2 separate regions of the Anser cygnoides genome follow, and region 1 is linked to region 2. The links are chromatin contacts, called in public Hi-C maps. All regions are on one chromosome and are shown on one strand. Each heading gives the region's core, a stretch centred on a gene start, on an enhancer-like site or on the middle of the called end of the contact. The rest is flanking DNA. Distances are from core to core; before and after follow the strand shown. Region 1 holds the start of LOC136786286 (haptoglobin-like). Region 2 holds the start of TAT (tyrosine aminotransferase).

Evidence for each region. Hi-C and Micro-C count contacts between places; a contact is called where the count stands out from the background.
Region 1: a Hi-C map of liver shows a contact between it and region 2, with 2.2 times the contacts expected there. The contact joins the promoter of LOC136786286 here to the promoter of TAT in region 2. A contact is called at or near these places in 2 of 7 Hi-C or Micro-C datasets (both in liver).

Annotation. Positions count from the first base shown.
Region 1 is chr12:315,845-321,648 of Taihu_goose_T2T_genome, forward strand. LOC136786286 (haptoglobin-like) reads left to right here and starts at 2,055. Exons shown (of 5, transcript XM_048050482.2): 1 at 2,055-2,191; 2 at 2,494-2,558; 3 at 2,711-2,812; 4 at 3,092-3,166; 5 at 3,409-4,230. The coding sequence starts at 2,187. The coding sequence ends at 4,169. DHODH (dihydroorotate dehydrogenase (quinone)) reads left to right here. Exons shown (of 8, transcript XM_067004404.1): 8 at 98-582. The coding sequence ends at 152. DHX38 (DEAH-box helicase 38) reads left to right here and starts at 4,593. Exons shown (of 26, transcript XM_067004722.1): 1 at 4,593-5,124; 2 at 5,620-5,804. The coding sequence starts at 4,793.
Region 2 is chr12:185,415-190,573 of Taihu_goose_T2T_genome, forward strand. It overlaps TAT (tyrosine aminotransferase), which reads right to left and starts at 2,037. Exons shown (of 12, transcript XM_013197663.3): 1 at 1,877-2,037; 2 at 1-200. The coding sequence starts at 192.

The sequences.
Region 1 (5,804 bases), core at 805-3,304, 130 kb after region 2:
GGGAGGCTCTGGGCAGCTGTGTGCTAGTGCCCGAGCGCTGGTACTGTGGGGCTGAGCAGCGGTGCCAGCCAGGCCATCACGCGCTGTTTCTGATTAGGGAGCAGGGGTTCAAGAGTGTCATGGAGGCAGTTGGAGCGGATCACCGGCGCTGACGCATCGCAGGACCGAGCTTAGCCAGGAGGAAACGTGGCAAAGCCGGGACGGCCGCGGTGCTTCTAGCGTGGGCAGGCTGGGAACAAGACAAGGTCCTGCTCCGGGCCCTTGGGAAGGGCCAGCGAGAAGTGGAGCTGGGGCTGCACTGGTGGGAAGCAGGGGAAGGGACCTCCACGCTGTTGCAGCTGCTCAGGGCTGTATTTGGGCTTTCCTGTGGGCTGCTTCCCCAGCTGTGGGGTGGTGGGTGTCCCTTTTGCCAGGGACCCTGCAGCCAGCTTGTGCTGCTGGCTCTGGCTGGCTCTGGGTCCTCCTGCAGTGCAGTCTCCAGAGCAGGGTCCATCCTCCCTGCCCTCCTCCGCACACTGTGCTGTAACAAACCCGTGGTCCCCAGGTCTTGCCTGAGTGTCAATAAACGTTTGGCTCACCTGGTCCTGTGTCCTGCTCTGGGGATACCCTTTGGGCTGGTCAGACTCCAGGGGATGGCTCTCCTCAGCTGAGAGGGATCCCTGCTCTCTGTGTTCTGCTCGGTGCCTCTCTTGCTGGTCGTGGAAGCCATCCCACACAGACCTGTGCCTTGTCTGTGCCTCAGGAGGTGTCAGGAGCTGTTTCTTCCTGTTGCTGGTGCTTGGAGACAGCTACAGTTGCGCCCTGTCACTTGTTACGGAAAAGCCCTGCTTATTCACACTTCTGGAGGCTGTGGGTTGTTTCCTCTGGGGCTTCCTGGCAGCAGCTGCTGCTCGACCCCGGGCTGCCAGCAGCCATCTCTCCCCTTCCTGAGCAAGGCCCGAGCCCTGGACGCAGCCTTGGCTGTGCAGCAGCACCCTGGCGCCCTGTACCTGGGATTGCGCCACGCACCGAACTCCACCGGAGTTGTTTACACGTCCCAGGGATCCAGCCTTTCGCAAGAGCGGGTGTGCCGACCGATGGCTGCCTGTAACCCCTTGCTCTCTTTAGGGCTGTGCACACCCTACGCCAGCCTCTGCTTTGTAGATCCCCGTGTTCTGACACGGTGCTACCTGCTGCCCGTGTCCAGCCAGCGTCTCCTGCTGGTGCCTCGTGCCTGGACCTCTGTCTGTGTGCCCTGGGGTGGCCTCTGGGCACCTGGAGGTCTGCGTGTGGGGCTTGGCCTTCCCGAGGGTGCCAGGGCTCTGCTCGCAGCTCCTGCCGCCTGCCCCGCTGCCGCAGGCCCAGGAACATAGGCTGGGCTCCTTCCCGGGCCTCCTGCTACGCCGTGAGCCCTGTGCCCTCTGCCAGCCCTGTGCGGCCCTTTGCCACCGCGGCTTGTCGGGCCCTGCCCACCTGTGTGCCAGGAACCAGAGGGCTCCGCTGCGCTCGTCCTGTGCTGCCGGCTCGGCTGCATCCAGCTGGGTGCCCGCCAGCCATTGCTGCTCCGAGTCCCTGTAAGGCTGGGCTGGGTCCCAGCCTGTGCTGACAAACAGCCCGGGGCCAGAGCAGGCTGCCTGGGAAGGGGTGGGTAGGTGTGGGAAGAGGGGCTTGGCCACGGCCCTGCTGTGTCCCTCGGCTGGCTGGGCTGGCAGCGTGTGCCTGGATGGGGGCAGAGCTGGGCGTGGGGCGGCTGGGGCTTGGCTCCCACATCCTGGCTCAGGCTTCGCCTTCGGTGCTGGTGTGGGTGCTCCCCCAGGGCTGCTCCGGGCAGAGGTGTGGGGGCGGTTTTGCAGGGCTCTGCCTTGTTTCTGTGAGCCTCAGCCAGAGTCTCAATGCCAGGGCCCCACTTCTGCAGCCAGACCCCCATACGCTTGTAGCTGCAAAATCCAGGAAACTCTTGGCCTGCTGGTTTCCTGCGGGAGCTTGGCAGTCTTCCCGGGAGCCTCCGCCAGGCCGGCCGTGAGCCAGGTGGGGCTTCTTGTGCTGCTCCTGCTGGGAAACATGCTGGCAGCATACAAAAAGGTCAGGAGGTCTGGAGCGCGCGGGGCTGCACCGGGGCGAGGGAGTTAGCAATAAAAGGGATGAGGAAGGAGCCCCAAATAGCATCGTCCTGCGGGAGGCTGCTGTGAGGAGAGCAGGCTGCGACCATGGGGTGAGCGACACTGCTCTGACCCTGCCTGCACTGGGTGCTGTGCCCGTTCCTCTCGCCTGGCCAAGGACCTGGCCCTGCTGCGTGCTGTGGCGGGACCGGTGTCGGGCCTGGCGGCCCTCTGGGTCCCGCTGCTCCTGCACTGCGCAGCAGCTGGGGCCGGGGGTTGCCCAGGCAGCTCCTCCAGGTTGTGCTGGGTGGGGCAGCCCCGGGGGCGAGGGTCAGTCCTCTGCCTGCTGGAGCCTGCAGACCACAAGCAGGGGGTGGGACCCCTGTGCTAAGTGTCCCCCCTCTCCTCCCTGCAGAACTGCAGTGCTGCTGTTTGCTGGCCTGGCCTGGACTCTGCTGGAGATCACCGCTGCCACCACTGGTACCTTCCAGGGCAAGGGTGGGAGCACTGGGGCTCGGACGAGGCCAGGAGCAGCTTGGCAGGGAGCAGGCGTGTGGTGGGGGAGGCGGGACTGAGGAGGGACCAGCCAGGGGTGGAGGGGATGTCCTGGGCTGAGCATCCTCTACTTGCAGAGTGGAGCTGTGCAAAGCCCGCCGAGATTGAGCACGGCCACATAGAGCACCTGATCAAGTACCGCTGTGATCCGTACTACCGGCTGCGTGGCTCTGGTGACAGTAAGCCTTGCGACACGGGCACAGCACCCCGGGAAGGTGTTTGTCCCTGGCTCCAGGGGCAGGGCTGTCCTGGCACAGGGCTGCCCCCAGTGCTAGATGATGGAGGCCCTTCCCCTGTTCCCCGGGGGGGGATGAGCTTCCCCAAACTTCCCCTGCTTCCCCAAACTGCGGTGAGGTACAGGTATCTCCTGCCTCCCTGGGGATACCCAGGGGTGCATGGGCACTGTCTCGTCCTCACCCCCCGTCAGCAGGGGTGCTGACTCCCATCTCCTTCCAAAGGCACGTACAAATGTGACGAAAATCTGGTGTGGGTGAGCCCCGAAGCTGGCAAGGAGGTGCCCGTTTGTGAGCCAGGTGAGAGCAGAGCGGTGCAGCAGGGGCTGCGGGGGTTTGGTGGGCTGGGGACTGTGCGTGGTCTGCCTGGGCAGCCAAAGGGCCCGTGGGGCTGTGTGCAGCCCCCATCTTCAGTGCTGCTCCCTGGGGTGCTGTGGGCCTGGAGGAGTCTGGTGGTGATGACAGGGCAGGCTGCGAGATGCTCCTCTTCCAGAGCTACGCCTCCTCCCGTGGCTCACAGGGCCCTGCTCTTCCCTCTGCAGTGTGCGGCAAACCCGAGAACCCCCCCGCCCCCATGCAGCGCATCATCGGGGGCCTGCTGGCCGGGAAGGGCAGCTTCCCGTGGCAGGCCCGGATGGTGAGCCGCCACAACCTCACCATGGGGGCTACGCTCATCAGCGACCAGTGGCTGCTGACTACAGGCAGGAACGTCTACCTGAACCACAGTGAGGAGGCCACGCCGGAGGAGATCGCCCCCACGCTGCGGCTCTTCCTGGGCGGCCGGGGGCAGCCCACCCTGGGCATCGAGCGCGTGGTGCTGCACCCCGGCTACCCGGTGGCCGTGGACCTGGCCCTGCTGAAGCTCAGGCAGAAGGTGCCCGTCGGGGCGGAGGTGATGCCCATCTGCCTGCCCCAGCGGGACTACGTGCAGCCGGGGCGCGTGGGTTACGTCTCGGGCTGGGGGCGCGGCGCCACCTTCGCCTTCCCTGAGGGGCTGAAGTATGTGATGCTGCCCGTGGCCGAGGCCGACAAGTGCCGGCAGTACTACGCGGCGCAGGGGCCGCACGGCGTCCGGCCCGTCCTCGGCAACGCCACCTTCTGCGCGGGCATGAGCGAGCTGCGCGAGGACACCTGCTATGGGGATGCCGGCGGCGCCTTTGCCGTGCGGGACCCCGAGGATGGCGCCTGGTACGCGGCCGGCGTCCTCAGCCACGACAGGACCTGCGCGGCCTCCAAGTACGGCGTCTACGTGGACGTGCGGCGCGTGCTGGACTGGGTCCGGGAGACGGTGGCGGCCGCCTGAGATTAGGGGCCGCGAAATAAAACTGGGGGGCCGCCCGGCCCGGCCCTCACCCTGACCCTGACCCTGCTCCTGCCTCCCTGCGAGCCCGGGGCCTCGTTGGGGGGGGGGGCCTCGTTGGGGGGGGGGGCCTCGTTGGGGGGGGGGGCTCGTTGGGGGGGGGGGCCTCGTTGGGGGGGGGGCTCGTTGGGGGGGGGGGGCCTCGTTGGGGGGGGGGGGCTCGTTGGGGGGGGCGCAGTTTCCGGGGGGACGCGGTTTCCGGGGGGACGCGGTTTCCGGGGGGGCTCTTTTGCGGGGGACGCTGTTGCCGTGCCCGGCGCCGTCGTGCCCCCGCCCCCCCTCTCTTCCGCGAGCGCGTGACGTCCGCCGTCCCCCCGCCGGAAGTCCGCCGAGGGCGCTGGGGGCGCTCTGTCCCGCGGCCGTCGGGCTCTGTGGTGGCCGGGCCGCCCGCGGGCTGCTGCCGCCGCGGCCGTGGTGCGCGGGGCCCGGGGCGGGGTCGCGGCCGCTGAGCGCCCGGGGGCGGGCCTGGGCCGGTGCCTCCCCGGCGGCAGGCGGCCGGCGGCGGCAGGCCTCGCGTCCTGGGCGCCCGCAGGCCCCATGGGTGCCGGCGCGGCGCGGTAGCGGCGATGGCGGAGGCGGGCGAGCAGTCGCTGCACCGGCTGGCCGGGACGGGCCCCGAGGCCGGCGGGCTGCTCCTGCGGGGGCGCAGCGCCGCGGCCGAGCAGCACGTCTTCAAGGCGCCGGCGCCGCGGGCCTCGCTGCTGGGCCTGGACGTGCTGGCGGCGCAGAAGCGGCGGGAGCGCGAGGAGGAGGCGGCGGCCGGCGGCGGCAAGCGGTCCCGGGTGTGCTCCTACAGGGACTGGGAGGAGGGCCGCGACGAGGCGGGCAGCCCCGAGGAGGACGAGGACGAGGAGGAGGCGGAGGCCGGCCGCAGCAGCCGGAGCGCCCGCAAGGACAGGTGCGGTCCGCGGGGTGCCCGGCGCTCGCAGGGGCCTGAAGGCTCCGCGGCAGCCCGGTCCCTGCCGGGGCACTGGCCGCAAGCATCGGCTGCGTGCGGGAGCGTGGTGCCCGCGGGGCCGTGACCTCCCTGCGGCCGGGAGGGCCGGGGGCGTCGCCGGGGACCCGAGGAGGTCCCAGAAGAGCTCTCGGGCTGGTGCCGTCCCTGAGGCGTGGCGGCCAGGGATGTTTTTAGATGCTGTTAGGCCTGCAAGCACTAAACACACTGTCCGCGTTGTTGTCTGCCTCCTGACGTTTGGGAGCGGCAGCCTCCTTAGAAGCGCTCGTGTCTGAAAACACCAACAGATGCGCTGGGCTGCCAGCAAAGGATGGAGAGAGCGTTCCTACCCACAAGCTTCTGCTATTGTGGAGACTAGGACACTGGAGTTACAGGAGATGAATTCAAGGCTAGCTATTCCTCAGCACTGTAAGCTTTCTTTCTGCTCTACCTTTCTAGGCATTATCGTTCTGTCCATGTAGAAACACCTTCCTACACAGGAGGTGTCAGCGAGGAGTTTTGGGAACGCAGTCGGCAGCGGGAAAGAGAGCGCCGTGAGCATGGTGTCTTTGCGTCCTCCAAGGAGGAAAAGGAACGGAAGAAGGAGCGCAGCAGGGATCGGAACCACGATCGTAAACGAGACC
Region 2 (5,159 bases), core at 787-3,286:
CTTCATGCTGTCTACAATGGCTCGGACAGGATTGAAAGTCTTCTTTGACATTTCAGAAGCCCTGACAGCCCATCTTGGCTTCCGGCCCTTCGCCTTCCCCAGTGACATGCTGTTTCCATTGGTCTTGAGCTGAACATCCAGCAGAGGGGCATGATCTCCAGGGCCGTTCACTTGGATCAGGTACGAGTCCATCCTGAAAACTGTCAGTGGTAGATGGATTGCCTTAACTTAGTTAACATATGCCAGACAAAAGCTCTGCCTACCTGGAAGAGTGCCCATGACTCTCCAAAAGCAAAACTTCTGAAAGCTGCAGAACTTACCTACTACCCATGGACAAATCAGTCACCAACAGGAAGTAGAGCTGTTCTCAGGGCCAGGATGGAGTGAAACTGAACATGTAAATGAGTACAATGGAGTGGGAAAGACAAAGGCAGCACTCTGGAGTAGCCACACCACTTCTTTGCATGGCTGCACTTGCTGTGCTGTGGAGGAGCGACCCTCGCTAAATCCATCAGCTAGGAGTTAGCAGCACACTACAGTCATTTTGTGGCTTCAGATTCAGTGTTCCACTGACAGGAGGGCCAGCTGTTGTGTTGTGTCCCCCCGGACCAGACCTCAAGCGGTAACTACAAGGATCAGCCCACTCTGTGTGTGTGTGTGTGTGTGTGTGTGTGTGTGACATCCAGAATGTTCCTCCAGTCCACAGACTGTTAATACCTAACTTTAGATATCAGAAAGGTAGCTCTGATCCCATGTTATCAGGATACACTTGGCAGTGATAAGGTATTAGCTACAGACAGTTGTCTCTGTCAGCAGAGCAACAGGGAGCAACAGTCCAGTCCAACGACTCCAGATTAAAGGGCTGTGCTTAGAAAACGGAGCAAGACCGGTTGGGTCAAGAGGGAAATCTTGGTAGTGACACCATACTAGGCAAAGGGCCTGTAGCCCTGCCTGAGGCTGGCTAACAAGCAAGCCACAGCAGAGAAACAGCTGCCTTCTAGACCTCAAAAAGCATGCATGAAAGTGGCTTACACACCTGAGCATGTATACCCAAAGCACAGGCCAGTCCCAGCCAGCAAATTCCTTACTTAAGAACTGGAGCTGACTCCAGAGTTTCTACCTCGAGAAGGTTAGAGAGAATGCATGCAGATACCTCTAGAGCCACCAAGCCCTTTCTCACTGACACCAGCACAATGTCTCCTAATCTCGCCATCAGCAGCTCATGCTCTGTCTCTGTACTGCTCTATTTCTCTGCTCCACTGAAAGACAGTTCACTGAACTGTAGCCCTTTCCTGATGGCAGTTACTTAGCCCACGCACTGTTAGATGCCATGCTCTCAGATACTCAGGGCACAACAGACAAGGGATCTGGCTACCCTGTCCTTGCTGCAGACACTGAGGTGGAGGGATTATAATATTAACTGGTTCTGGCAAGATTTGCCACCTGAACAAATATCTCATTGCTTCAGTGAGGTTTGAACCTAGAGATGCCCCATGCTGCTACAGTTACTCTACCAGCAGTGCTTCCTTAACTTATTTAAAGTGACTGAGATTATCATAACAGGGTGGTGGTGACAAAGGAAGACTTCAGGTCCCTGCTATTAACACCTTCTGGGTCTCCTTTGCACCAAAAGAAAGGTAGAGGAAGGACTACACAGCAGGACTGCACAAAAACTGAGCAGAGAAATGAGCAATATATCTCATTTCAACATTAGGGCTGAGTCCCAGTGCACAGTGCAAAACCCAGCAGAGTCACACATGGTTCTTATGTGAATGGGAACTGCATATGCAGGCAGAACGGATGCCTTCAGCGTAGGCAGGGAGGGAAAAACCCACTACTCCCCCTGAAAGAAGCAAGATACCAGATAGTACTTTACCTGCTACAGCACAGACAGGGAGGCACCAACAAGCTTAGAGGTCCAGTCCCTACTTTTCATCCAAGACAAATCCTCTCAAGAAGAAATCCCAGCAAATTCTTGCTCATGAAATAAGCCCCCAAACTGGGCGTTGGGTCAGAAGCCGTTAGCCATTGGCTCACAGAGAGGGCTGCTCTCTCCACCCAAAAATGCCCTCTCCTCCCCACTGTAACTTCATTCATTTCAAACACCTGAAACATGCCTGCACATTAACTCTTTCTGGGGGTAGCCTACAGAGGGACAAAATTTTGCTTCCTGGAGGCCCTGGGCCACCACTTTTCTGCATCACTTCCCTCTGTCCTCAAAGGGGAAGAATCCCACAAAGCAGACCCCAGTATTCCAAGCCCTAGCATCTTGTAATGAACCAAGAGAGAAGTGTTGGACCCTGAAGCCTCCAGACAGAATTAGTATGTCCTGCTCACCTCAAAGGCCCTGGGCTCCCAGTGCACCAGCTGAGAAAGTAGTTTGTGGCATCACTTACACACAGGGAACATCTTTGTCCATAGGCTGAATATATTTTATATATACATATATATATATTATGACACCATTCCCAGAAGGCCTTTTTTTTCCTAAGAGATGTAAAATCTGTGCTTTCCCGTCCTTTGCCTGCTACGTGCTTGGGGTAAGTAAGAGGCATCTGCACCCTCCCTGTCTTCCAAGGGCTGCTCCCTGCCACCCTGGCAGCAAATGGCTGGAGATCAAAAAGTTGGTCAGGGGCAAGAGGCATCCTGCTAATCCCCTGGCAAATGGACTGCTGACACCATTGCAGAGGCCAGCGGTCACTATGATTTTTGTCTGTTCATACTCTGCTCCTGTGTGGGAGGAGAGATGACCACCTGCATTCAGCACACGCCCACTGCTCCACCAGCAATAAGGCTGCACCTTCCCAGGTGTTAACAGTGTGTGTGCTCTCTAGCCCAGCCCTGGGGCTGGGTGATGCTGCTGGGGAGTCATGACCTGCTGTTGGCCACAGTGCTGCAATGGGGGTGATGGGGGCCAGGGACTCCGGTGCTGGAGACAAGCTAGGAGATGGTGGGTTGCAGCCAGTGGGTCTGGGCAGAGACCCCAGTCCCAGGCTGGCTGGCAGGCCTCCCACAGTAGCCATGCTGGGGGCTTTGGCCGTGGAATAGTGCCTTTCAAAAACATTTGACAGAGAAATGTCTTGTGTGGAAGCTGGCTGGATTCTCTTCTGTCAAGAGCCTCACGGTTCTGGATTGTTTCTTCTCTCCTTTTTGCTGAAGCCTGACATGAGCAACATTCAGAAGCTCAGTCATGCCCTCTCCAAGCATGTATGGGTACCTTTCTTGCTTCCCCCAGCTCTTACCATGCTGCAGCCCTGACAGAGTTAAAAGTGGTGTCAGGAGGCTTCAAGGATGCTGCTGCCTGTTCTGCCTAGCAACAACCCTGAAGATGATGCAACCGGAGCTCTACCTGACATCCTGCACACTGCAGTGGGGTTCAGGGGAGGGCATGGTGGAAGTCTGCTGCCAAGAGAGAAAAAAAATGTGGCTCTGGAGGCAGAGGTAGACTCAGTTACATAAGGATGAAAACCTGGCCAGATAGGGGAAGGACACAGTGCAATGGGATCAGTGGGTTTCTACTGCTATTGCTATGCCCTTCTCCTCTCTCTGCGTGACTCCAGTCCTTTTCTAGATGATCCAACATCATGCAGCCCCCCTAACCCCACCCCTTGTGGTACGTGGAGCCTCTCAGGAACAAAGCATGAGCACACAGCTCAGCACTTCATGTTCCAAGTGCGAGGTCCTGCATCTGGGCCAGGGCAACCCTAAGCACAAATACAGGCTGGGTGCAGAATGGATTGAGAGCAGCCCTGAGGAGAAGGACCTCTTGCAGCCCAGAAAGCCATCTGTATCCAGGGCTGCATCAAAAGCAGTGTAGCCAGCAGGTCGAGGGAGGTGACTCTCCCCCTCTGTTCTGCTCTTGTGAGACCCCATCTGGAGTGCTGTGTTCAGCTCTGGGGCCCCCAGCACAAGAAGGACATGGACCTGTTGAAGCAAGTCCAGAGGAGGGCCACAAAGATGATCAAGGGTCTGGAGCACCTCTCCTATGAAGACAGGCTGAGGGTGTTGGTGTTGTTCAGCCTGGAGAAAAGAAGGCTCCAGGTAGACCTCACAGAGGTATTCCAGTACCTAAAGGGGGCTACAGAAAAACTGGAGAGGGACTCTATCTGGCAGTGCAGTGACAGGACAAGGGGGAACGGCTTTAAACTAAAAGAGGGTAGATTTAGATTAGACATTATGAAGAAGTTCTTTGCTCTGAAAGTGATGAGGCACTGGAACGGGTTGCCCAGAGAATCTATGGATGCCCCATCACTGGAAGTGTTTAAGGCCAGGCTGGATGGGGCTTTGAGCAATCTGGCCTACTGGGAGGTGTCCCTGCCCATGGCAGGGGGGGTGGAAGGGGTGGGGTGGCGGAAATTAAATGATCTTTAATGTTCCTTCCAACCCAAACCATTTGGTGAGACTTTGATTCTGATTCTCCAAATACAGTGAAGCCAGCCCTTGCACAGTGCAGCAAAAGAGGTGGCCACACTCTGCAGGACGCATTGCTACCAGTAAGGCAGTTGGTTGCCCTCTGTACCCCACCAGCCCTTGCTAGCCCCTGCACTACCATCTGTTCCTCTTTCTCAGCTGCTCTCCCCTGCAGGTCTTTTGTTGCATACCTCTTCATCTCCCTCTTCTGTAGTTTCAGCAATTGGCCTTTGTCTCTTCCCAGTGGAAGAAGAAACTTGGTAATGGCTTCAGTGTTTCTTTGGTACTGCCTTGTTCTGGTACTAGGATTGCCCAGAGGTCTGTTTCTGTGGACAGAGTCCAAACCTAGACGGGCAAACAGTTGCCTGTTCCTGGACCAGCCAGAGTTACAAAGGAGGACTGACAAATAGCTGCTTGACTAAGGCATGGACTCAAGCATCACTGCACTGACAAACTTGTGTCTGCATCAGGCTGCAGGCAGGTCATGCACCAGTAGAGTTTTGCGCATGTGCTCTACACTTTTTCAGGGTACACCGCTTCAGGGACAGACACTTAACCAGCACTCTGCAGAAAAATTTACTGGGATCAATTACAAATCACTTCAGTAATTATTTCCTCTTGTTTTGCTTTTTTTTTTTTTTCATCAGTTTCTGTCCTGTCTTTTCTGACGCTGGCATAGCCCTAACCACTCAGTGATGGTCTCCACAAATATGTGTGTAGCCTAATCTCTGTTTAGTCATTTCCAGCTG